2 separate regions of the Mus musculus genome follow, and region 2 is linked to region 1. Evidence: chromatin contacts called from public promoter capture Hi-C data. All regions are on one chromosome and are shown on one strand. Each heading gives the region's core, a stretch centred on a gene start, on an enhancer-like site or on the middle of the called end of the contact. The rest is flanking DNA. Distances are from core to core; before and after follow the strand shown. Region 1 holds the start of Sowahd (sosondowah ankyrin repeat domain family member D). Region 2 holds the start of Slc25a5 (solute carrier family 25 (mitochondrial carrier, adenine nucleotide translocator), member 5).

Region 1 (4,927 bases), core at 646-3,145:
AAATCAACTAATTAACTTAAAAGAGAGAAAAGAGGGTGGCCTAGGCAGAGAAGGACAAGTGAGAGATAAGAGCAAGCTTCACCTAGGTCTGGCTCAGCCATTTGGCTGCAATTTGGTGCTTGTGTGAGTGCTTTGCAGCAGATAAACCTGGCTTGAATGGCAGTCTCTTTGTGCCAGAACAAAGGCTACCGTGTCACACACACTTACTCTGCTACTTCCTGCTGGGTGACCTTGGGCAAGTGGTCTAAGTTCTCTGCAAACTGAAAGTAGAAATCATTATTCGCCCCTAAGACCATGGGGGGAAGAACTAAGAAGTAACACATATCAGGCATCTGGCAATGTCTAGCACAGAGTAAATATTTTTAAATTAGGTTAAAATTCATATACTGTCACAAAAGAACACTCAAGATATTTAGAGCTGGCCCTAAATATTTGAACAGCAAGGAGGAAAAGTCACCGTCTGACACAGTCCATGGCTGGTGCCACAGTAAGTCCCAGATGAGAGGGCTGGCTTGGCCTCAGTCGCCACCCATCCTGATCTGGACTGCTTCAATACTCTGGCTTCCGCCTCTACTTCTCTCAACATCATATTCTAAACACATCCTGAATCATGACTGTGTCCCTCCCAGGTTCAAAAGGTGTAGCTCCCTCTAGCTTGCAGGCAGAGTGAGTGCCTTAACACTGTGAGGAGAGGGGGTAAGAACGACTGTCTCAAGGGATGGGCACCTCTGCATTCCCAACACATGAGAGGAAGACAGAGAAAGATCAGAAATCCAACATTATTGGCTACATATTGAGTTCCAGGCCAGCCTTGGCCGCATAAGACCCCGCTTCCAAAATATAAGAACTGTTGTCTCTTGGGATCGGAGGCAGGGGGATTCACCTGTAGTTCCCGGCCAGCCTGTCTCAAAGATATAAACAAAAATTAAGCAAACAGTAAAATCATCCGTTGATAAACGGAAAGACTAAGAATAGTCTAATGCTGGAATAAAAAGATAAACTATGGACCTTTTTCTAAAAACTAGAAGCTATGCGTTTACTAACATCAGCAAGTTTCTTAAGGAAATATCAGAGATGAATGAAGCTGTGTGTCTGCGGCGCTGGGTCCGACTCACCTGCAGATGCTTTTTCAAACCCACCCAGAGAAGTAATGAAGGAAGAAGGCAGAATCAGGCAGAGATCTGCGGTTGTGCTCTGGGGAATACCTCTCTGACCATATCCCTGGTTTCAAGTTTCTCAGCAGGAATCCCCGACAGCGCTCCTGCGTCTGCTGCTGCTGCTGCTGCTGTGCAGAAGGTCAAGGTTACAGAAAGAGCAGGATAGACGAGCCTGAGTCAGAGGGGCTAGGCTGCCTCCCTGAAGCCTTAGGGAGAAGGAGCATAGGGACAAAGTGCAAAAAGATTCCTGATGCGAAAAGGGTGAAAGAAGAGAGGGTGGGGGAGCGATCGCCCCTGATGCTCCAAGATCGCGCTCCTGAAGACTGTCACGGGAAGCCCAGATCAATCCACAGACGAAGAGGCGACCTGGGACCTCTTCACCCCAGCAGCTGCAGGGATGCTGAGAACCGGAGTGACCAGAGCAGCACGTACCCCGCCCCACACTCTCCCTAGTTCGCCAGTCAGGTGCGGGAAGCCGGGCTACTGCTCACCTGGCCTCTTGGAGTAGAGCGGGTCGCGTCCTGAGGTCGCCGCGCTCCTGGTGAACTGGTCCCCAGAATGTAGACGCCTGGCCGGTGCAGGGGACGCAACTGGACGGCCCAGCCCTCCACGCCCCCCACCGCCCACAAAGGCAACCTCTCCTGGCTTGTTCCCTCCCACCGGTCCTTCTCCTCCCCTTCTTCGCTCCCTCCCTCGGAGTCCAGTTGCTCAAGACGCTTCCTTCCCCACCGCCAGCTCCAGTTCCTCTCCCTGTGGGGCCCTTGGAAGGCCAACGAACGCTAGACCCCGGAGCCACCCAGGCGGGACCTGGAAGATCATGGCCCAGGCCCTAGAAGACGGGAACCCGCTGCCCAAAGCCTCGAACAGGCCGGCCGAGTCGGAGGCGCCCAGCGACCCGCAGATCAAGGACAACCATTGCCTTGGCAGGTACAAAGTACAAGCCGTCAGGGACAGTGCCAACCTGTCCCAGGAGCGAATCTTCCACAGCGCCCTGACCGTGAGCGGGGCAAGCTGGGCGCGCCGGCGTGGGGAGTTGCGGGAGCTGCTGGGGCTGCAGGGGGCGGCTCCCGCCGGGTGGCTGTCGGAGGAGCACTTGGAGCCCGCTGTGCCTGGGTCCCGCCGCTCCAGCGGACAGGGCAGCAGCCGAGTGTGCCTTGAGCCGCGGGAGCACGCGTGGATTCTGGCGGCTGCCGAGTGCCGTTTTGAAGTGCTGCTGGAGATGCTGGAGGCTGAGCCCAGCTTGCTGATGCGGGAGGACCCTATCACAGGCTACAGCGTCCTGCACTGGCTGGCCAAGCACGGGCGCCACGAGGAACTCATTCTATTGCACGATTTTGCCAGGCGCCGGGGACTGCCGTTTGATGTGAGCGCCCCTGGCAGCGGTGGCCTCACGCCACTCCACCTGGCGGCTCTGCAAGGCCATGATATGGTCATCAAGGTGCTGGTGGGAGCCCTGGGTGCTGACCCCTCGCGTCGAGATCACAGTGGCAATCGACCTTGTCACTATCTGCGGCCCGATGCATCTCTGAACCTCCGGGAGCTGTCCGGGGCAGAAGAGTGGGAGATTGAACGCGACAGGAAGCGCGAAAACGCTAACAACAACAGCAGCCGCACTACCACCACTACTACCACCACCTCTCGGTGGCTGAAACGCACCCCAAGTGCATCGTGCATCAAGTCCACGGGAGTACACTACAAAGAGGCGTCTCAGCCCGTCAAAGAGAAGAAGGCATCAAGCACCCAGGAAGGACAAGGCCGTTGCCTTCGGCGCTATCTGTTCCCCTTCACCCAGAATCGTTGAAGATGACATGGACTAGAGAACTCATTCTTAGGTTGTTCCTGACCCCACCCAAGCAGATGCTCCTCTGATGCAGTGGGTACACTGACCACATCTGGGGCCCTAGTCCTGTCCCAGGTCTCCTGTAGCTAGCTAACTGTCACATCAATAGAGAAAGAGACCAAAGAACCAGGCTGGCCCTGGTACCCAGCTCCAATACTGTGGGACTTGGGACATTTGGAACGGGGCTCGTGATCCTCCTTGGAAGAGAAGGAGGGCTAAATTAAGCTTCTAGTGGACTTTTCCGGGTAGATTGAAAACATTAAAAAAAAATTAAGACTGTAAACTATTGATGCAGAGCAAATGCCTAATACCTGCCGGCCTGGGTCTGCTGCTAAAATATCCCCATGTGCTGGTAGAGTTAGCCTCTGGCAACCTGCTCCTGAGACTGGCCAGGCCTGAGCAGTCTCATAGAGTCTAATATATCATGAATGAGTTCTTAAGTACATTAAAGGGGATTTTCACCCCACATAACAAAGCTGTCTTTGAGTGTCTTTTTTTTTCTCATTAACCATGGGGTAAAGGGGACCTACTTCCATTTGCAGGAAAGAGGGTAGCAATCAATTCCTTGAAGCTAGTGCTCTGTGGCGGGCTCTGGGCTTCATTCTCTGGGAAAATGGTCAGAAGCCCTGCACCAAAGGAATGCCATTCACCCTGGCTCTGAGCAGAGATACACAGTCCCCCCCCCCCCGCCCCCCTGCTCCCTCAGCCCTGGCATCCACATCTGGCTTTAAGTGCATGTCTCATCCTAGAAGAGTTGTCCTGGAGGGAGGCCCAAGGGTAATTAATGAAAAGGGAAAGCCATCAGACTTATATTTTCGATAGTTCATTGTGCATCAGCAATTGAGCTGCCTTGTGGTCTCCAAAGAGACACGCCCACTCAGTAGAGACAGGGCTTTCCTCATTCAAGCGTGCCTGGCTCTCATCCATGGTTCTTTTTGGTTTTTTGAGTTAAGTGTAATATGAAAGTTGTAGTTTTGGAAAATTGCTCCCATTCAGAAACAGTGTGAATGAAGCAGAGCACAGGAGAGTTGATTCAGCTGAAGTGTGTGTGTGTGTGTGTGTGTGTGTGTGTGTGTGTGTGTGTAGAGGGGGGTGGATAGATGGTGACTAGAGAGTTGTGCTGCTTTATGGAACAGTGCTTTGAAAAACTGCTGGATCCCTGGATGCTTTCAGAGCATTTCAATAGACTCCCAGCCCCTCAGCCCAGTCTTTGAACACCAGGGGCAAACTAAGTCATTACAGAACAGCCCATAAACCTTCCCCTGAGCCCATACATCCAGGACTCCCCACCCCTGCCTCATGAGCCTCTTTGTCCCTCCTGTGCTAGGAGCTGCCCTACTTTCCTGTAATGACCCTGACGTTTCTTCTTATCCACAGGATGACCCAACCCCCTCCTACTGCTGTTTTAGCCTACCCAGTGTCTCTAGGAACTACACCTTAGATATATTGGTACAGTGTAACCTGTCATTTCCTTTTGCTTATAAATAAACTGTTCATGAATGGTTGAAGGATCAGGGGGAACAGTTCCTAGATCCCATCAAGTGTCACTAGCTTGTGTCCTTAGTCCCTCTATCCCTATGCCCGTTTTTAGATGTAAACTGGCTAATTTATATTAGATTGTGGTTCCCAGTCCACACCTCCCCATTTCCAGTTGCCAAGGTGAGTTGGGCTTTGTGAGGGCTGGCTCTCGTGAGCCTTCCTGCCACATGTCTACTGGCTTGTAAGGTAAGATTGGCATGTACTGAGTCTTACTTTAGGCACCTATGCTAGCTGTCCAAAGTAAGAAGTTTACGCATCTAAACGATTAGGAGATTTGAGGACCCGAGATGAACACGCTGCTCTTTCCAAGAAGCAACTGAAGGCAGCTGGGGGACTTCAGAGTGACTTGCCACAGCCAATCCTGTGATTAGCTATTCATTCCCACAGACTT
Region 2 (4,728 bases), core at 741-3,240, 250 kb before region 1:
GATTTTGTATTGTTAAGTAGCTTGGAGCTAACAAGTAACAAACTCTACCCTTAGAAGGGCCTGAAACCCTCGAGGAAGCTGTAAGTGGACAGATATAGAGGTAGGAGAGGGCAAGTGACTGTGCTGGCTAGTCTTATGTCAACTTGACACAAGCTGGCGTCATCTGAGAAGGAAAGCTCAGTTGAGAAAATGCCTTCACCAGGCTGACCCTTGGGTAACCCTGTGGTGCACTTTCTTGTTTGATGATTGATATGAGTAGGCCCGGCTCATTGTGGGTGGGGCCACCACTGGGCTGGTGGGCATGCTACAAGAAAACATGCTGAGCAAGCCATTGGGAGCAAGCCAGTAAGCAGTTCTCCTCCAAAGCCTCTGCAACACCTGCCTCTAGGTTTCCTATCTGAGTTCTTGCTTACAGCTTGGACTACATGCTGTAAGATGAAATAAGCCTGGGCTGCGGAGATGGCTCAGCGGTTAAGAGCACTGACTGCTCTTCCAGAGGTCCTGAGTTCAAATCCCAGCAACCACATGGTGGCTCACAACCATCTGTAATGAGATCTGATGCCCTCTTCTGGTGTGTTGAAGACAGCTACAGTATATTTACATATCACAAGTAAACCTTAAAAAAAGAGATGAAATAAGCCCTCTCTCCTGAAGTTGTTTTGGGTCACGGTGTTTTATCACAGAAATCAAAGAAGCCCTAACTAAAACATCTACTATGTCTTAAGCATGGACAGGTACACTGGCATTTCACCTTTGGGAATTTTGAAGGTTGGACACCTATGGGTCAGATGCAGCTAAGTTTTCAACTGACGCCTTTATTTCTATAAAATAAACACTGGTTGTTTAGAAAGCAGTTTGGTGATCACATTATCTGCTTCTGTCCTGAACATGAGGGAGGATTCCTGATCTTCAGGTCGTTTGTAGCAAATATTTACTCGGCTCAGCATTAAGGGGCTCAGGGAACACAGGTCCATTGCCACTACCGTGGGAGTTCAGCAATCTAACAATCGAAGAGCACTTTACTTGGTGTCTGGAGTCAACTGCCAACTGCAATGTTAACCTTTTCAGCCTCTTATCCTTCTGGGTGTGCTCTGTATTTGGCTTCCAATTAAAATGATTTCCTCACCTTGAGTCTGTCCTTTGGACTTTCCAAGGCCAATTCCCTGAAAGATCTTTGTTAAGCTATTTGCAAACCAGTCTGGGGTATGCTGCCAGGATCGCACCCTGCTGGTAGGTACCTCAGTCTGGGGTATGCTGCCGGGATCGCATCCTGCTGGTAGGTACCTCAGTTTTCTCTGGCTCTGAAGACATTGTTCAAAGCAGTGTCAGGTCTAGGTAGTGAAGTTCACAGAACTTGACACAGAACCCCTCAGCCACCAAGATAAATGAATTTCATGTATAATGTGATGTTTTAAAAACTCAAAACCAATGCAAAAATCCTTGGATTGTTAATGTTAAGAACTTGACAGACAGGGATCCCATCCTGTACTAGTATGACCTTGGTTCATGTACCTCACTGTAATTCCAGTCCTGGTTCTACAATTAATTTTCGTTACAAAAATGGGTGAGTGAACTGCAGACCTTAAGTGTGTTTGAATGAAATCGATTAACATACCATTAGATATTTATCTCGATTCCTTAAGTTTGGGGAGGTTTTGTCTGTCTGAATCGTCTTCACCCTAGGCCTGGGTTGGTTTTTCTTGTTTTTTGTTTGTTTGTTTGTTTGTTTGTTTGTTTGTTTTGCTTGTCTTGTCGTTTGGGCACTTATCTTCACCCTTCCTCGCTATTCCCTGACACTTCTTAGGGTCCAGGTCCCCCAGTTGTAGGTACTCCTTGCAGCCTTTTCTTACTCTGGCCTGATCAGGTGCCAAGGGCAAGCGAGGCTGACAGGGCGACCTCCCAGGCTCCTCCCGCGTGTCCCGAGCCACTCAGCAGCTCTGCCATTCCGCGCGCCAGTACTGGGCGCCCGCCTTGGCCCGCCCCTTACGCCGGCAGCTCACCGCCTGGCTGCCGCTATATAAGTCGGCCATTTGCTTTGCTCCGCCCCAGAGCCCGGGAGTCAAAGCCGGTTGTCAACCCAGCCCTGTCCCGCACTCGCCTGCCTCTTCTTTTTTTGCTTTCAACATGACAGATGCCGCTGTGTCCTTCGCCAAGGACTTCTTGGCCGGTGGAGTGGCCGCAGCCATCTCCAAGACAGCGGTAGCACCCATCGAGAGGGTCAAGCTGCTGCTGCAGGTACGTTCTGAGATCGAGGGGCCCAGGCAGGAAGTAAAGGATCTGCACAGAAAGGGGGTACCCTAGCGGAAAAGTGGGGCTCAGTCTTTAGATTTGGGGGCAAGGTGAAGGCCGGGCCTAGCCAGTGTCAGATCGAAAGGCAACCGGGAGGAAGGCGCCTTTAAGGACCTGGAGTTTGAGTGTCGCAAGTGGTCGGGACCAGAGGGACCAGAGGCGCTCAGGGCCATCCCCGGCACAGAGAACTAGGATGGGGTTGCCCGAGAGGCTCTGTCTAGCCCGGATTTAGAGGCAAGGGCAATAGGCCTGAAAGCAGGCGCTGGAAAACAGAGTACCTGGCCTGACCGAAAACCTCAAGGTCACGGCAAGGAGATTACAGCTTTGGGCAGGCCACGCGGACCGGTTCTGCGGCCACGCAGCCGGCGAACAACGCGGTGTGGGCTCGCCGGCCGGCAGGCCGGAAGTGGACGCCGGGAAGAGCATGTGCCGGCTACGTCCGCCCCCGCGCAGCCCCTCGCCAGCCTTCCTGCCGCGCGCTCGCCGCGCACTGCCTCTAGGGGGCGCTCGCGGGCGAGCGTTTAGTCGTCGTCACCGCCACCCCTCCCGACAGGAGTGGGGGTGGGGCGGAAAGGGAGCAGCTCCGGAGACTAGAGAAGTTGACTGGTCACCAAGGTGACCGTGTCCTATGCAGGTCCCACCCTAATGCTTCTGAACCTGATCTGGAAGGAATGACCTTTCTTCCTGGTCTAAAGGTCATAGGTACGCTTGAGGGTGCCTCACTCACAGAAGTCGAGACTTACTACTTCTGATGGTGCTGCTCAATTCTTAAACACTTCCCCTACGCCCCCCAGTAGTGTCAGCAGTTAGAATTGTCCAGCTCATGTGATTCTGAAAGCTAGATTTGGAGAAAGGGGAACGAACCTTAACGATTTTATGTGTGTGTTCTTCCCTTTCCCCTTCTCTGTGATTATAACTGTCCCTATTGCCTTCTTCCTATCCATCAGGTGCAGCATGCCAGCAAGCAAATCACGGCAGATAAGCAATACAAGGGCATCATAGACTGCGTGGTTCGTATCCCCAAGGAACAGGGAGTCCTGTCCTTCTGGCGTGGGAACCTGGCCAATGTCATCAGATACTTCCCCACCCAGGCTCTCAACTTTGCCTTCAAAGATAAATACAAGCAGATCTTTCTGGGTGGTGTGGACAAGAGGACCCAGTTCTGGCGCTACTTTGCAGGGAACCTGGCATCAGGTGGTGCCGCTGGGGCTACATCCTTGTGCTTTGTGTACCCTCTTGATTTTGCCCGTACCCGTCTAGCAGCTGATGTGGGCAAAGCTGGAGCTGAAAGGGAATTCAAAGGCCTTGGTGACTGCCTGGTTAAGATCTACAAATCTGATGGGATTAAGGGCCTGTACCAAGGCTTTAATGTGTCAGTACAGGGCATTATCATCTACCGAGCTGCCTACTTTGGTATCTATGACACTGCAAAGGGTAAGTTTGCTATTTGCTTAGAGGCTGTGGGAGATGTGGGTACTTATTTGCAGTTATAGGAACTCAACCTAGGGCCTTGTGCATGCTAATCTAGTGCTGAGCTGTATCCCCAAACCCCAGGTTCCTATTTTTTCCTCCTCTTTGGGACAGGGTCTCACTGTGTATCCCTGGCTAGCCTAGAACCCAGTATGTAGACCAGGCTACCCATTCATAGCCATCCACCTTAAGACAGGGTAGCAAGGTCTTGCACCAATATAACAGAAGCCCACCACTCATTTTGTTTTTAATTGCTGAAGGAAGCCAGATTCTTCAAGTGTGAAGCTTGTGGTAGATAAAATGTTAGTTGGTTATAGTAAATAGGTCAGCAAAACTACATTTTGATTTTTTTTAATCTCTTATTTTTCAGGAATGCTCCCAGATCCCAAGAATACTCACATCTTCATCAGCTGGATGATTGCACAGTCTGTCACTGCTGTCGCTGGCCTGACTTCCTATCCTTTTGACACGGTTCGCCGTCGTATGATGATGCAGTCTGGACGCAAAGGAAGTAAGTTCGGCTTGATCGTAAGATAAAAAGTCATGGGAGTGAGGCAAGTTATGGCCAAAAATGAGTGGGTGGCTGCCTTTAATAACTACAGTCTAGGGCTAGAGATACAGCTCGGTGGTAGAGCATTAGCCCACCGTACTCAAGGCCCTATATTCAATCTCCAGTGTCATTGAAATGCTGTAGGCTCTGAAGGGGTGATGGACAGCATCCATGTTGTCTGCACAAGTGCCTGTGAGCAAACAGCCCTTTAGATGCCTATGACATGGCTGTCCCTGTTCTCCAGTCAATGCCTGTGCTAATGTGTAAATGCTTGGGTTTAAAACTGCCATTAAGTGCTTAGAATAGCTCAGTAGTAGAGAGCTTAGCATACACAAGGCCTAAGGTTCCATCCTTAGCATGGGGGGAAAAGGGGGGAAAATACTTTTTAAAGGTGGGGCTCGGTTCTGTATTAGGATTTT

Evidence for each region. Capture Hi-C pulls out chosen DNA fragments and counts their contacts.
Region 2: a promoter capture Hi-C map of adipose tissue shows a contact between it and region 1. The contact joins the promoter of Slc25a5 here to the promoter of Sowahd in region 1. A contact is called at or near these places in 11 of 39 promoter capture datasets (the 3T3-L1 cell line, 3T3-L1-derived adipocytes, the C10 cell line and 7 more), 1 of 484 Hi-C or Micro-C datasets (embryonic fibroblasts), 5 of 115 datasets of contacts at active chromatin or transcription factors (the 230-238 cell line, embryonic stem cells, large pre-B cells and 2 more) and 1 of 9 other capture datasets (adipose tissue).

The regions. Positions count from the first base shown.
Region 1 is chrX:37,046,950-37,051,876 of GRCm38.p6, forward strand. Sowahd (sosondowah ankyrin repeat domain family member D) reads left to right here and starts at 1,896. Exons shown (of 1, transcript NM_173779.4): 1 at 1,896-3,469. The coding sequence starts at 1,975. The coding sequence ends at 2,958.
Region 2 is chrX:36,793,607-36,798,334 of GRCm38.p6, forward strand. Slc25a5 (solute carrier family 25 (mitochondrial carrier, adenine nucleotide translocator), member 5) reads left to right here and starts at 1,991. Exons shown (of 4, transcript NM_007451.4): 1 at 1,991-2,235; 2 at 3,237-3,723; 3 at 4,130-4,270. The coding sequence starts at 2,125.